Regions from separate parts of the Zea mays genome. Here region 2 is linked to region 1. Evidence: chromatin contacts called from public Hi-C data. All regions are on one chromosome and are shown on one strand. The core of a region is the stretch at or near the end of the contact, and the rest is flanking DNA. Distances in the headings are between cores, read along the strand shown.

Region 1 (3,612 bases), core at 546-3,045:
TAAAAAACGATTTTAACAAGTTAGCCTCAAGACTCTCTAAGGGTACCTGGCAGTGGCACCGCCCCCGCCCCTGGTAGGGCTGGAAACGAGCCGAGCCGAGCTCAGCTCAGTTCGGCTCGGTGCGGCTCGGCTCGTCCATTCCACGAGCTAGCGAAAGAGGCTCGGCTCGGCTCTGAGCCATATTCTGGTAATTATCGTTGCATTATTTGGTGAATTAACATTATATAAATTTGAAATATAGAATCATCATTCTACATTATGAGTAAATTAAATTATAACTTGTAATATATTCATCATCGAAGACTAAAAAATGAGCTATTATCCATAAAATTATCTAATATTCATTATTATTCCATAAATTGATCATTTTTGCAAGGCTCGCGAGCTGGAACGAGCCGGCTCGGCTCGGCTCGCTGCAAAAACGAGCTCGAAACAGGAGCTCAGCTCGGCTCGTTTGAGGCTCGCGAGCCGCTCCGAGCTCGAGCCGGCTCGCGAGCCTCGAGCTAATTTTCCAACCCTAGCCCCTGGCCAGTGAGCTGGGCTTCCCCGTGAGCGTCCAACGGCTCCCCTCCCCCCTCACGCTCTTCTCGGTGAGAGCTCTCACCCCCTCTCCGCTAATCAGCTATAATAATTACAAAATTAATTTTTAGATTTACTTAGCAGATAACAATATGTATTATAACACTACAAAAAATTGTATAATCATTTAAAATTCCAAAAACCGATGTATAAAAGTCAAATAACCCAGGGTTAAGGGGACTTGAATAGGAAAATGATTGGATATGAGGAAAAATAAGGGACAGATATTTGAGGAGATAGATATTTAAATATAAATAGAAATTATGAATGTAGGGATTTAGGAGGGGGAATGGTTCAAAATAGCCTAAGAATAAGAGTTTGCCACCTCTCTTGAGCCATCGTCCGCTCGCTGGCAGGAGTGGATATATGGCCATATGGGTGTTTGTTGGGGTCAGTTGACCCCGATAAAATTTATAAATCTTTAAATAAAACACTAAAGTTTGAAAAAACATTGCATCATATAATGAAGCTGACCCTATTCCGACATCATTCTTTGCTAAATTCGCCATTGCTCGCTCATGCCTAAAAAAAGACAGAGTAAGCACGTTGGGGGGTGCTTGGTTCTTTTAGCAGCACAGGCTAGCATGGTAAGGCTGCCTAATCTTGCTCAGCTTGGCCAGCAAATATAACCATGGACAATTTAAATAGCACAACGACATGCATGTCGTGACTGAAATAGTACAGGAAGGCCCACCCGTCGGCCAGCCTCCAATCGCAGAACGTGGTAGCTTTCTCCGTCCGCTCGCCTTGCCAGCGCGGGAGAGCCGAATTGGCCGCCCGTCCGCTTCAACGACGAGGAAAAGCTAGCTTGCCCAGACAAGTTAGCTTGCTAAGCAACGCAAGGTTCTAAACACAACTAGTACCAAACACCCCGTCGCTAATGCAGTATCCAAGAAGATCATTAGCTTATCCAATGCTGAAGGCAAATGACACGTCAGTGCAAGCTCACTCACTTGATCCAGATCTTTCCATGCCTATGCCTATAACCCTAAATAACGGAGATAAGCTAAAAGATATTTATCTCCTGGGCCCACCTGCCATCCCGGGCCCACCGCACCAGCAAGGCCTGCAACTTTCACACCTAACCCTTCCAAGTTAACTGCATTCACGACCCACCCCCCCTTCTTCTCTCTCCTGGCCACCTCCGTCCATTCCACACTCCCTCCTCCGGACGCACCTTCCCCGCTATATAAGGCACGCGCCCCGAGCACAGGCGAAGAGCGTGCAGAGCGAGACGCGTCGCCTCCTCCCTTCCCCCACCCCGCCGCCGCCCTCGCGTCCGTCCGTCCGTCCGTCCGTTATTAGGGTTCGGTCGCCGCCATGGCGATCCTCTCGGCGCTCGCCACCGAGGTGCTCATCCCCGTCGCCGCCGTCATCGGCATCGCCTTCGCCGTCGTGCAGTGGGTGGTCGTGTCGCGCGTGAAGCTCTCCCCGGCCGCGTCCGGCGGCAGCGGCGGCAAGGCCGGCTACGCCGACTCCCTCATCGAGGAGGAGGAGGGGCTCAACGACCACAACGTCGTCGTCAAGTGCGCCGAGATCCAGAACGCCATCTCCGAAGGTGAGGCCGCCCGCCGGGGGTTCCTCAGATCTGGGGCCGATGCTGGGTCCGCCTAGATCCACGCGTTTCTCGGCTGCTCCGGCGAGGATTATGTTTTTTTAGTGTCCGTCGTTTGTTAATAGGATATGCACACGTTTCTCTAAGAGTGGGTGAGATCTTTGCGGGGGGTAGAAGGTCCGGAGTTTTGCTACCCGTTCGTTTATTTAGTGGGTTTCACGCTGATCTGGTCATCTGGCGGTGAAGTTCCTATTATTAGGCTGCGGATGCCTGGGTGAGCTCGAATGCCATTCTATTTTTACCCTCTTCCGGGACCGTAGCAACTGTCTAGGTAGCACAAAATCATCATTTTGTTAGGACCGAAGCGAGTTTCAGGTTGCATGATTTTTTCGGAATGGAAGACAAATATCTATGTCTGTGTGGGGTGGGTGGGTGGGGGCTCGGTACCTCTGGGGACTAACAATTGGTGTATCCCTTCCCCCCTTCAAACCCTTCAAACTATGTACTTTTTTATGATATATTTTTGTTCACTACTGGCACCGTCCCAACTGTGGATTTTTTTCAAGGGTGGCTCATGTGATGTGCTACTGTTGTTTTGCTAGTATTCGATTCACGGGCCCCAAGTAGGGCTGGCAAACAATTCCTTTTTCCCACCTCTTGGACGTGTGATGAGTGTGGGCTTTGGCTTTGGATGCTTGTAGTAGCTTAGCTGGTGGATCTAGGCTTTATTGAAGTTGTCTTTTAATGCCTATCCGTGTTCTTGCCCTGTGTCGGTGCTGCAGTAAAAGGTGTAGCTTTCAGTTGACATGGCCCGATCTCGCCTGGCGCCTTTCTTCTAGACTAAAACTCGGTAATGGAAGGTGCGTGACGGATCTGTCACAAATTGATTATGCAAACACGTAGCAAGTTAGGCAGAGCACCATTTGGTAAGTAGATCTGGACCTGGAAGTTCCTGGGTGGGGGTTCTCTGCCATCTGTCACCCACGTGTCGTTTGTTCACTGACCTTTGAACTTCCCATTTAGATCAGCATGGATGGCCCTAGTGCTCATCAGATACTTGTCCGATATGTGGGGCTTTTGTTTTAAGCGGGTCACCAATCTTTGACCCGATGTGCATGTGCTATTTTCTATGATTGAGACGGCGACACAGGAAGATGAGCACTTTTGGAGTTACCTGGTTGGGGGTCCATGAGTTAGCTGCTTACCTGTGTGGTTGACAAATGGATGTTGGATGCTTCAGTCTATTAATCACCCGTTATTTATTTTCTGATACTGCAAATATAAACTGGACAGGTTTTGACATTCTTTCTGAATCTACTATTGTACCATTGTATTGTACACAGTTTGAATTTGCAGCACAATATAACCTTGTGTGGTTTTATATTTACATCCTAGTGATCCTAACCATATGATTGACATCTAAAAAAAAACTCTTGCTCTTTTATGGACAGGAGCAACATCGTTTCTTTTCACCGAGT
Region 2 (3,612 bases), core at 419-2,918, 96 kb before region 1:
CATTTTTTTTGTAGATTCATCGAGTCTGTGAAGATCCATCTAAACGAGGTTTGATGTCTCAGTTCCCCGGCTGCGTGACGAAAGCATTGTTTTGTTTGTCTCTTAGTTCGAATCTACGTCGTTTAGAGGCGTCTTAGATGGTCTGTCGATCCCAAAACAAATCCTAAGACCTCTCCTCCCCGACGGGTCCCTCTTAGGACCGAGATCCTAGTGCTGTTGGTGAACTCCGTCGTCTATACGCACGCGCGGACCATCTAACTCGTCGGGCAGAAACCCTAACCTCTGCGCAGGTCGTGGACCGTCCGCGCTTCCGTAGAGAGCGCCGCTACCGGTACTCATTGCACTGATTGGCGCCAGACTGGCGCCAACACATACTAATGGCTTATTCGTTTTCGTGGATTGGAGTGAATGAGACGGATTTAAATCTATAATAAGTCAAAATCTCTACTGATTTTTTTATTTTTTTTTTTGCAATCCTATCCGATCTCAACAACAGAGTCTAAAATGTAGTTATATCTCTTGTGACAATGACTAAGGGGGTGTTTGGTTTGCCCCTGCTAAAATTTAGCTCCTATCACATCGAATGTTTGAACCTCCGTTCGGGGTATTAAATGTAGTCGGATTATAAAACTAATTTCTCAGCCGAAGATTAAAAAGTGAGACGAATCTAGTACAATTGGTTGGGTCTATATTTCATACTCCTATTTGAAAGTCAAACGCTTGATGTGACCCGGGCTAAACTTTAGTCCACAGAACCAAACACCCCTAAGGTTACAGGAGCCATTTCAATGTCTCGTTACCTTAGAGCAAGATATGTCATATTACTGGTCAGCAGGGACTAATAAATATAGACTCTCCCGATTCTTGTGCTTGTGTCAGATATCTTTTGTAAGTCTCGCAGTAACTCCGCTACCGCGAACAGCTGGAAGCAACCGCTGGCAGACTGCGCTGCGCTGTGAACGGCAGGCACAGGCAGCTCCGGTGGAATATGCTGGTGTGGTGGGCGCGCTCCTGACCCCCGACGGCGGGGGATATGCCGAGGCCCGATGGCATCTGTCCTATGAATCCCCCCGGGAGCAGCACCGACGTGGGCGACCTAAATACACGCACGCGCCCGTGTGTGCGTGTGCCTGGCTGCGGGCTGCCTGTGCGCCCCCGCACAGGCGCAGATGACGCCTCCACCAGAACGGCATAACAAACAATGATAAGCCGGTCCACGACACCGTCTGCGCTGTCCACCGGTGGCTTGGCGTGGCGTGGCATGGGGGCTGCACCACGAACGATGACACGTGCACACAAAAACGCCGCCATTAGAAGACCATACGACCCAGGGCTTACCGATTCGCCATCTATCCCTCTCGCGGCCTCGCCGCAAGTACCGTGGTGGTGTTCATGTCTGGATGGATGGGACCCGAAAACACCTCGCTAGATATTATGACTGCCGCAGCACGGCCTGCCGGACACGGACGCGGCGCACGGCACAGGCGAGGAAGAAGCCGGGAGGCCGCGCAAAGGCCGATCGGATCACCGCCGGGGCTATTAAGTAAGCTAGTTATTATGATTGCCGGCCGTATCGGTTCCGTTCCGTGGCCCTGTCCTGTCCGCGCGGGCGACGCGACGCCACAGTTCACGCGCGCCGCACCGGAACCTGAAGCAGCTGCCGTCGCCCCGGCCCAGACCGGTCGGACTCCACACCAACCGAGAGCCCAATCATGCCCGCGCCGCGGCCGCGCGGCCTTGGCGGGACGCGAGTGGCGCGCGCGTCACGTCGGTCGTCGGTCGGTCGCCACGACCCACGACGCCCCCTCCCCCATGCGACGCTGGTATCCCAAGCTGTCCAGTGTCGGTCGGTCTTTGTTTGAGAGCCTCCACCTGTCCACCACATGCATGGCTTGGCAGCAGACAGCAGAGACGACGTGCAAACTAAAAGTAGTAGCGCTAGCGTGAGCGACGGGATCGAGCTCGACGTTTCAGCGCATATACCGCGCGGTAGGGGGGGATCATATGGTTGCCCAGATCATCTGTGCTGCTCTGATGGTTTTCGGATGTGGGTTTCATTATTAGTTAGCTGTTAGCAGCAAGAATGCTTTTCAGTTTGGAGCACACTACTGCACTTAATCTTTTTCTTTTCTTTTTCCGGCAAAAACAGGGCGCGCTGTAAGTGTAACACGCATTTGTAGCTGTGTGTCCATTGATGTTCGTGTACAGATTGATTACCAAGTCTTTTTTTTTCTTTTCTTGCTGGTACAAACAAACTAGCAGAGGTTTACCTAGTAGTTTATTAGTAAACGCACTAAATCAGATTTGAAACGCATGGTAGCTGTGTCCAAGCAGCAGACTGACAAAAAGCGCCGAAGCCTTCCGGTAAGCAGACAAGTCGTACGCCCGACACGTCCAGGGCACAAAAAGGACGAAATTGTTCTCCTATCTCAGATATGTGACAATCCTATGTGTCATTGGAATCACACGGTTGTAATTCATGCATCTTAACCATATAAATAGATGAATATTGTCGCCGCTGACAACGATCGGCGTTTTTTTGCATCTCCGCACGACCGCACCTGTGTCCCCCCCCCCCTCCTTTCCGTGAATCTCTCTGATTCCGAAGGTCAGTGTCCATGTTTTACACGAGTTTCGACATATGAACATGTTTATCGAGCTCCTTCTTCTCCTTTTCCGTCCTCTTTGGAGACGAGAGGAAGGGTCCTCAATTAATTATGTTGTTCTACCATAGATCTTCGTAGAATTTCGATACGCCGTACCTAATAGAGTGTCTCTAACACATTATGCTGCTTGTTTTATTGCGTCACTCCCCATATAATGATGTAGAGCCGGTCCGATTTTGTTTAGGTACCGATTTTTTTACTGACGCGTTCCTATTTCGACCGGTGTGTACAAAAAGAAAAGGATGTGCTATTGCGTCAGGTTCCATCCCTATTGCATCACGGCCACCAATAACCCACCATAATTGCACTAATGCAGCACACTGGAAACTCACATGCATGATGATCGTCATTTATTAAGCGCAAAGTGGTAGGATCTGTTGAGAAATTACCTTAAAAATACACTCAAGTCGTATAAACAAAGTACCGTTAGGTAGGTCAATGAAAGGGTTTCTGGTGAGCGACGATGCTACCGGTGAACTTTAGACTAGTTATTCAGAGCTTTAGCTCTAAAAAATTTAGAGAAAGAGAATTGGAACCAATGTATCAACGTTGCGTATATAAAGAAGCGGGCCATGCGTGTGTGGTTTTATTAGCCAACTTCGATCTCAAATGTAACTTGGTACGCAATTTACAACAGAAAAGGGGCCTGGTTTTTGTTATGTGCAACGACCACTGAATTATATAAATAAATAATTAAAGCACCAGCACCATCAGTGACCTAGCTAGCAGTAGGATGAAGATCCCTGTCAAGCATCAGTGAGCCAGCTATAGGAGAAAGGTCTTCTTAAGCTAACCACTGCACTCATACAGTCGTCGGTGGACAGGACATAACTTCTTCCCGAAATGTTGCTGTTGAGATAGCTAGCTTCATGGCTTGAGGAGGGGAAATGGACAGTAATAGTGAACTGACTCCAGTTATTGTTCTCAGAATATTTTTTTTTGAAAA

What was found. A called contact is a pair of places that touch in the nucleus more often than the background predicts.
Region 2: a contact with region 1 is called in a Hi-C map of tassel, with 3 times the contacts expected there. The contact joins the enhancer-like site here to the promoter of LOC100382506 in region 1. A contact is called at or near these places in 7 of 25 Hi-C or Micro-C datasets (bundle sheath, ear, endosperm and 2 more) and 1 of 3 datasets of contacts at active chromatin or transcription factors (leaf).

Annotation. Positions count from the first base shown.
Region 1 is chr9:15,894,529-15,898,140 of Zm-B73-REFERENCE-NAM-5.0, reverse strand. LOC100382506 (vacuolar proton pump-like protein) reads left to right here and starts at 1,795. Exons shown (of 8, transcript NM_001357030.1): 1 at 1,795-2,137; 2 at 3,586-3,612. The coding sequence starts at 1,900.
Region 2 is chr9:15,990,092-15,993,703 of Zm-B73-REFERENCE-NAM-5.0, reverse strand. It overlaps the pseudogene LOC103637996. Among protein-coding and RNA genes, the nearest start is that of LOC103637999, 87 kb to the left of the region's middle. Within about 2 kb of position 1,668, at least 19 of the 20 cell types and tissues checked have an H3K27ac peak or open chromatin away from gene starts, as enhancers often do. A contact at or near this core is called in bundle sheath, ear, endosperm and 2 more, where this site is marked.